3 separate regions of the Mus musculus genome follow, and regions 1 and 3 are each linked to region 2. A link is a contact called in public Hi-C and HiChIP or PLAC-seq data. All regions are on one chromosome and are shown on one strand. The core of a region is the stretch at or near the end of the contact, and the rest is flanking DNA. Distances in the headings are between cores, read along the strand shown.

Evidence for each region. HiChIP or PLAC-seq counts read pairs in DNA pulled down with a chosen protein or histone mark. A called contact is a pair of places that touch in the nucleus more often than the background predicts.
Region 1: a Hi-C map of Sertoli cells shows a contact between it and region 2, with 4 times the contacts expected there. The contact joins two enhancer-like sites. A contact is called at or near these places in 2 of 15 datasets of contacts at CTCF or cohesin (both in the NIH/3T3 cell line), 14 of 484 Hi-C or Micro-C datasets (Sertoli cells, brown adipocytes, embryonic fibroblasts and 5 more) and 1 of 115 datasets of contacts at active chromatin or transcription factors (astrocytes).
Region 3: an SMC1A HiChIP or PLAC-seq map of the NIH/3T3 cell line shows a contact between it and region 2, with 5 times the contacts expected there. The contact joins two enhancer-like sites. A contact is called at or near these places in 2 of 15 datasets of contacts at CTCF or cohesin (both in the NIH/3T3 cell line), 11 of 484 Hi-C or Micro-C datasets (the C2C12 cell line, LSK cells, Sertoli cells and 6 more), 4 of 115 datasets of contacts at active chromatin or transcription factors (the NIH/3T3 cell line, differentiating embryonic stem cells, embryonic fibroblasts and 1 more) and 1 of 9 other capture datasets (embryonic trunk).

What each region holds. Positions count from the first base shown.
Region 1 is chr4:65,322,307-65,325,006 of GRCm38.p6, forward strand. Pappa (pregnancy-associated plasma protein A) reads left to right here. Exons shown (of 22, transcript NM_021362.1): 18 at 1,433-1,580. Among named protein-coding and RNA genes, the nearest start is that of Pappa, 200 kb to the left of the region's middle. Within about 2 kb of position 1,390, at least 6 of the 459 cell types and tissues checked have an H3K27ac peak or open chromatin away from gene starts, as enhancers often do.
Region 2 is chr4:65,495,276-65,497,975 of GRCm38.p6, forward strand. All of the region lies in intron 19 of Astn2 (astrotactin 2), which reads right to left. Among named protein-coding and RNA genes, the nearest start is that of Trim32, 110 kb to the right of the region's middle. Within about 2 kb of position 1,321, at least 103 of the 459 cell types and tissues checked have an H3K27ac peak or open chromatin away from gene starts, as enhancers often do. A contact at or near this core is called in the NIH/3T3 cell line and Sertoli cells, where this site is marked.
Region 3 is chr4:65,241,579-65,244,278 of GRCm38.p6, forward strand. The region is part of intron 9 of Pappa (pregnancy-associated plasma protein A); the gene reads left to right. Among named protein-coding and RNA genes, the nearest start is that of Pappa, 120 kb to the left of the region's middle. Within about 2 kb of position 1,288, at least 65 of the 459 cell types and tissues checked have an H3K27ac peak or open chromatin away from gene starts, as enhancers often do. A contact at or near this core is called in the NIH/3T3 cell line and Sertoli cells, where this site is marked.

The DNA of each region.
Region 1 (2,700 bases), core at 140-2,639, 170 kb before region 2:
CTTGCCACAAGCCCACAACAAGCCACTTAAAGAGGCCCTCTTAGTTTCCACATAACTGCAATCTCAGATGGGCCACATTCTTCTATATATGCTTCTCTTGCAATGGTGCCCACCTCCTGCTGGCCTGGGATAGACCTCAAGAGGGGCCCCTTTCTCTGCAGCTGGTGTGTGTGTGTGTGTGTGTGTGTGTGTGTGTGTGTGTGTGTGTGTGTGTTTAAAGACAAGGCAGCTTCAGTCCATATCAGCCCTTTCACGTTCTATCTCCCAGACATTAATTGTTTATTCCCTCATTCGTTTAGACGTTTATGCCTTTATTTTCTTTTTTTCTGGCCATCAGCCAATTTATTTCCTTATTAGTTAAAAACCAAAACCAAAACCAAAAACAAACAAACAAACAAACAAAAAACTACTTCCCATCCCATCTTTAGCTAAGCATCTGCAGAGAGGCAAGTAACAGACTGAGTGGCCTACATTACATGCAGGCTCTGAGGATACAGGGGTGCTGAGTCAAACCAGTCTCCAGGCTCCTGCAGAGCCTCTTGATCCATCCGGAAATGGTAGTTCTCCACTTGTTCTGGAGAATCCAGTCTCCTGAAGCCAACATCAAAGAGTCACACCTGTTGCACTCTGTTCTGCTTTACCCCGCCCTCACGGCTCAGCAGAACCACACCTTCCTTGGCCGTGGTCACTGCCCTGTCTTGCATTTGTGCCTGCGCTTCTCTCTTTCACGAATGTCCTTCCATTTCTCTTTTGTTTCTGGGAGCCCCATCAAACTTCTGGTTTGCTATGGTTTCACATGTTGAGTGGGTCATAAAGAAAGGATCTGTCTTTAAACTGCACTCTCTTACTTACTTACAGAAGAATGAGAAGTGAACTGTTGCTTACCTTAAAGAGCCAAAAGTAGAGATACACACAACCCGCTCTGAACCCTCTTGTGGCCATCGTAGTTGGAAGTACCTTGGAAGAGAAAGCTTCTCACCTGGGTTGCTTTCCTGGATCTAAAAAGGAAAGAAAATGCAGTGCACGGCTACCAGTTTTTGTGAATGCCTTGCCTGCCTCTTACATTTTATTGTCTGGATATAAAGAGTAGATGATGGGTTTCTGAATGTAAACAGCAATAATGTAAAACAAATATAAACAATTGGAATATCCCAAAGACCATTATTCTAGAAATTAGTAAACCTTGGAATTACTCGGTTTGGGAAGACTAGAGTAAGCTTCTTTGTTATCTGAGTCCTCAGTTTCTCCATAAGGTACTCACAATACCCCTGTTTCAAGATGACTGGGATTTAGCTATTAGAAACAAGTTATTTGGAACAATTCTAGCCTGTGGGGGAAATGACACATTGAAATGGCATCTTTCATACTGAGATGCATGTCCTTTGCACAGCTGGAGTCTGTCATGTCCTAAGAGTGTTTCTCTGGTGTTCAGGGCCGTGGGAGCAATATCATTCACTGCCGGAAAGATGGCACTTGGAGTGGTTCCTTCCACGTCTGCCGAGAGATGCAAGGCCAGTGCTCAGCCCCAAACCAACTCAACAGTAACCTCAAATTGCAGTGTCCTGATGGCTATGCAATAGGTAAGACGAGTCTAGATGGGAAACAGTGGCATATGTGTTTTCATCCATGAGCCTAGGCTAATGCCTGGTGTATTTCTGATCTTATATCCATATGAAACCTGACTCTGTGAGAGACACAGAGAAGAGTGAGACAAACTTTGTCTTCCCACCAATGAACTCATGAACAGGATCCTGGTTATACTATATAATATTGTGGGCAAGTGAGTGCAGCTATGGTAGAGAAAAGCTGTCAATGACCAACTGGGATAGAGAAGCACTCGGAGGAACTGATGCTTAGCCACAGATTTGCTAGACTTTGTCACATTTTCTAGGGAGAAGAAACTGAAACCAAGAAACTAAAGAGCAGGAAGTAAGACAGCATACAGGATCCACTGTGGCTGTTTTCATGATGAATTGTAGAATATACCTTATGCAGAGCACTCAAGAGCACTTGATGCTGGTCAAATGCTGGTTCCCAAAAGGGCATCATTGCTGATCCTTTTAACCAACTTTAACAGATGAGAGATAAAACCTTGAATGGACAGGGGAACTTGCCCAATTCCTAAGGTTTGACTTACTCCAAAGGCTCACCTCTCTTCCTGGCTGCCTTTAGAGAATAAATGGCTTCTTCAACCTTCAGTTTGTATGTGTGTACATGGTTTCTGTGGGGGAAATTTAGAGCATATAGAACCTGATTTAAAGGCATCTTACCTCATTAAGATGATTTCCTAATTAACCAAGGTGTGACCTCCAGGGAATTGAATGTCCTTATTCAGGGCCAGTGTGATTTATAGGAATATTTCCAGGGCTGTCTGGCACAGAAGGTCATCTGAACATATACAAAGCCTACATGTTCTTTATGAAACATGCTGAGAATTATCACTGTGTGTCCAGAGCAAAAAGGTCTGTGGCTGGATATAGAAGGTGCCTAGCGGTTCTTCATTTCTTTTTGAAGATGATAACACAGAAAGTCAGAAATTCAGAAAGCAGAATTTGTTGCCATCTGAACTTAGAGCTAGCGCCAGCACTCCTCCACAATTTTTATGGTACTAGCTCCCGCCAGGGTCAAAATATAGCAAGGATTCAGTATGCTCTCCCTGATCAAGATCTTACAAAACAACTAAGGGGAGCCAGACCAGAA
Region 2 (2,700 bases), core at 71-2,570:
TTTTGTTTTGTTTTGTTTCTCCTTTTGGGTGCTTTTAAAAAGCAATGGAAATTATATTTCCTGAAAGTTTGGGAAAGTTTCTCTCTCACACTCACTGAGGGGTGGGGGTGGGCTGTGAGATGTACATGCCTTACAGCTCATTGATGAGGATAACTGAGATGGGTGGAGCTGAAGCAGACATCTGTGGAGATGAGCTGGCAGCTGCAGGGACATGGAGGAAGAGACATAGGAGATGTGATTTGGTGCCATTGTTGTAGCTGAGATTGAGGCTCAAGCTCTGGCCTTGAGCCTAAGGCTCATTCTTACGAGGACACCCTTGCTGCCTCTGTCTAGCCTCCGTAATAACAGTATTTAAAATCATTGTTCTATGTCACCTAAGCTGAGAAGAGAGAAGCCGACCATTGTATATGCTGCTGCCCTCCTTCCCTGTATCTTCTCCAAATGCCCTATCTTTCCCCTATCACACACCCACTTCCCCTGCTCGTCTTCATGCCTGGTTCTCTTATCAAAACATGTATTGAATTCTGAGTGTTTTGAATGTATGCAGCTTCTAGTCTGTGTAGTATGTTTTAGTGTTGCACATACTGTATGCTGCCTGGATAGGTGTCCTTTGATCTGTTACCCATGCCTGTGCATGCTTGGTGAACTGACATGGCATTTGGCACGTATACTTTACAGTCTGCCTGTGGGGCAGTGGCTGTGCTTATGCATCTCTGTTGTTTATCCATAGTCTCATTCCTGGAGGATTTGCTGTGTAGTGAGTAAAAGATACACACTATCTGTGTGTGCTCTGCTTTTAATGTCTTTTGGATGTCTGTGTGTGCTGTGGTCTACTGCATTTCTGTGCTGGGGTGTGTGTGTGTGTGTGTGTGTGTGTGTGTGTGTGTGTGTGAGACTGTGTGTCTTTATGATCTAGCTTACCTTTCTATATTGCACACGCTCTGAATATCCTCAGAGGTGCTTACACACGTTTAAATGTATTGTATACATCCACGTATTGTCCTTGCAGCTTAGCTGGGTGTGATGATGGTGTTGCATGCATCTGTGTGTGATGGGTTGAATTCACATTGTGTTTCTGTATTATGCGACTCACAAACAAAATCTCCTTGTTTGTATGCTGAGTATGAGTAGGGTATGTTCTATTTGTTGTTTGTAGGTATGTGCTCATGTTCTGTGCTTTCCCTGGGCCTCTGTCTCAGTGAAATGTGTGTTTGAGTGTGTTCTCTGCCAGCTCTTCCTCCCTTTCTGGTGCCCCAGCCTCCCTCCTTCCCTCCTCCTCCCTAGGCTGTGACTGCTCTCAGCTGACACCTCGGCTGCTCTGGCAACCCAAGTACAGCCTGGAGAAAGGTCAGCTGGCTGCCTGAGCCCTGGGCCTGCCTAGAGCCTTCCACCCAGTGTTGTGGTGCAGGAGCGCCCTCTATTGGCTATGATATTCACAAAAGGCCCTAGAAATGGGCTTAGGCTTCCTTGTCTTGATAATCCCTGAGATTTCCATCTTTACTAAGTAATAGCCTAGAAGGCGAATAGGTCAACATAATTTATTGTCCAAACCAGACACTCTTAAGAATGGCAGCACTATTACATACACTCAGACACTGATGTATGCAGAGAGCAGATGGCCCAGAAAACGACTGTCCCGGACCCTTATTCAAAACATAGATGGCCCTTTGAAAAGAAGCCTCAAAAATGTGTGCTAGCACATACCAGTGGGAAAAAAAATCCACATTTCCTGGTGACTTCATGCAAGTTTGGAGACTCCTAGCAGCGATTTTTCAAGGCGCTGATCCCCCTTTGCAACAGAGACCCAAGGATGAGACTAAGTCCTCCTGGTATAGAAAGTAGAAAGGGATAACAGAAAGAATTTCTCAGGTGACTTAGCACAAGCAGGTCAAAAGTACATGTGAGAACAGGAGTAGTCATGGGGATGACAGAAATTGTTCAAGGTGTTTCTTGTAGCCTTATCTGTGAAGTCATTTGTGAAAACATGTATGTACTCACACAAATCCACCCGGAGGCAGATGACCAACAGCCAGTATGGTTAATGACTTCATAGATTTGAGCACAAGCACCCTTTACTACGATTTGAGATCTAGAAGAAGCAGAACAAAGCTGAAAGTACATTTCAGGTGGAGAAAACTGAGTTTCATTCTATTCCTTTTGCCAATGATTAGAGACGAGGCTCACATTAGAGGACCTGTTTCTATAAACTTGGGACAACAATTATAAGTCAGACCAAAGGACCACTTGGTCCATTTGGTTCAAAAAACATTTTCCAGAATTTTACCTTTTATGAAACATGGATAGTCATTTCATATAAAATTTAAAACTACAGGTGTAAAATAAAGTTAAGCAGATTTCTTTCTCAAGAGGTGTCTTAGAACATTAAAAATGATAATATGGCATAGATTTCTAGAAAATGGATGGTACGCTGAATCCACTCTTTCATAAATGACAGATATGAAGGTAATTTGCCCTATCAGAAATCCTTTGGAAATACATTCTGTCTTACTAAAAATTGTCCTATTTTCTTCCTTTTGTTCATTTGTTTTGATTTACATCTACAGATTTTCGTACTGACATCCACAAACAGAAATTATGTGACCATGATAAACCACAAATGGGAAAAGACTTAAAGAGGTCAAGTGGACTTGCCCCAGGTCACAGCACTGGGCAGTGGCAAAGCAAAAGGACGCCATAACC
Region 3 (2,700 bases), core at 38-2,537, 250 kb before region 2:
CTATTTTGATGATCATTCATGAAATGACAGTATCCAAAGTACTTTAGCATCATAGCTGAGGAAACTAGAAAGGTGTGTTATTTCTTATGGAGACTAAGTACCTGGGCCAGAGCAGCTGCCATCTGCCTGAAATTCCCCTCAGGGAAAGCCATTTCTATTCTCCCGCCCTATGAGAGAGCCCTTCATCACTGAGTGTTTCAAATAGATCATTTATTTCATTTATTTTGCTCAAGCTAACCAAAACTGGTTTCTGCTGATTATGTATTAAAATCCTAACTGAAAACTCTCTTCACAAAATAGAAAGAAGTTTAGAAGCATTTCCTGAAACTAGACTTTCCTCTCTCATGTAACTGTAGGGAGTCGGGATTCTGTGGAAGAAGAAGTATCAACCAGAGCAGTCCTTTAGGGAGCAGCATAGTACTAAATGGGGTGGCCCTATGTTGTGCAGCTTTATTCAATATGAGCCTATATGTGGCTCGTATCCCAGATATGAGATCTAAAATTTATTAGGATGTCTCAACTGGCTCAAGGTTCCAAAGGTATGGTGCTCCCTCCAAATTGAATACAGGACCCTGCTTTTTCTCCTCCAGAGCTTTGCCATTGGAATGGACTTCCTTCCTTCCTTCCTTCCTTCCTTCCTTCCTTCCTTCCTTCCTTCCTTTCTTCCTTCCTTCCTTCCTTCCTCCTTCCCTCCCTCCTTCCCTCTCTCCCTCCCTCCCTCCCTTCCTCCTCCTTCTGCTTCTCTTCCTTAATCTATGTCTTCCTCCTCCTTCTTGTCGTTGTCCTCCCCACTCCTCCTCCTCCTCTTCCTCTGCCTTTCTTTGCCACCCTTGTCATCACAGACCATTTAGAAGGGCTGTTTTCTCTGGGCCAGTAACAGCAGTGTGAGGGTGGGTGACAGATTTATGGGGGCATTCCCCTTCACTTTTCAGAAGCCCACACATCCGGAAGTATTCCCAAGGTGCCAATGTGTTATTGTGCAACACTCTGGTGACTTCCCTTTCCCACTTTCCCACCCCCAGTGCCCTAGTCCCCCAGTACATAAGTTTCTTATTACAACAAACACCACCCACAAGACCTCTTGAGTAATGCCGACTGCATTCCCCTTTGCAATGTGGAAATTATCTTGTCCTTTTTCGGCTGTTTAGAACTATAACACACACCAGGCCTGGGGTTTCCTTTAGAAACCATGATATCAGTGAAGTGATAACTCCCCCAGCAGGCTCTGGCTGGAGGCATTGTTCAGCAGCTTTGGGGAGTCCTCTCTAAGGCACTGAGTCATAAATGGCAGACAGGCTGCTGATAAAAGCTGAAGGAGGGAAGGTCAAATTAGTCAGACAAAATGTGCAGGATCCCCTAAAGGGCTTGCAGTTAGTCATAGATCTTGAGCCAACGCTGGAAACATGATCATTTCAGAGAGGACATTTAAGCCCTTACAGAATATGCAACTCTGGGTGCCTTTATATTTCACACTATGTGCTTCACGATAGTCCTGGATAGTTCACTTCTTGTCCTGGCTTAGTGGTAGACCTTGTGCGGTTCAACATCTTGAAACTCGGTTTTTCCCTTTGTGAAAGGCTCTTTTTGTTTTCAAGATCCACCTAATACTGAACATCCTTCATGGCTTGAGGAGATTCAAATTTTGCTGGATGCTGACATAGAGTCAAGAAAACAAATTCATAGAGACTCCCACATCATATCTCTCAGGACTGCAGGCACCCCCCACCATGTGTCTCTTTCTCCCAGCTCCTCTCCCCAGCAGCTCTCAGCCTCACTTTGTCTCCCATCCCTGACAGGGCATCTCCACCCCAGTGTTAGAGCCAGGGCCAGTAACTCAATTAGCACTCCCTAAAGCCCAGTGCCCTCCCTCTCTGTGTGGTAGATACACAGTAAGGGGCTGAGGATCAATCTGCCTGGCCACTAAGTTGCTGGGAGGGCAGGGGGTCACCTAGCCTATGGCCCCTCTGTCAGACCATCCTGGCCCTGACTGAAGCAAGGCGAGAAAGGAAAACAAGAAGATGAATCGTTGTGTCTTCTCAGTGGATATGCCTAGGAGAGTTTAGAACAACAATGACTAAAAAAGAAAACAGTATTTTAGGCTGGAGAGGAGGGAGACAGGGGCTCTGCTGGGAGCTGCATTTATTATTATTTTTCTTTTTAACAGTACTTTCTGTGTAACCGTAATGGAAGAATCCACCTCTCATCTTAGGAAAAAAATAATTTGAGAAACGAAATCAAACATTCCTCATTGCCTAAATTCATTTACAGTTCCCTCTGTTAAAACAAACAAACAAAACATCTCTATATATTGTAACTTTCCCTTCCAAGGCTTTCTGGAAAGAATGCTTTCCTTGACTTAAAGATAGGCCTTTATACAGAAAATAAAAATAAAGTTAAAAAAAAAAGAGGAAGAGATGGGGATGGCCATGATAGGGGTGGCAACGATGGTGATAGAGTCAGGATGTGCACAGCACAAACAGAGCATCAGATGGCATCGTAGTTACCAACACGGCATCTGGCTGAAAATCTGATGCAGAAGCTATATAAACCTGTGCCTCAGTTTTCATCAGCAAAATATATTAGTTATTATTGTTACTACTTAGAGTTGTGATAAGCCAATACAGTTTCTGATCTGAGCCAGGTAGTTTACCATGAGTTTGATCCCCAAAGCAATACAAGTGGAAAAGGGCTCATTTATGA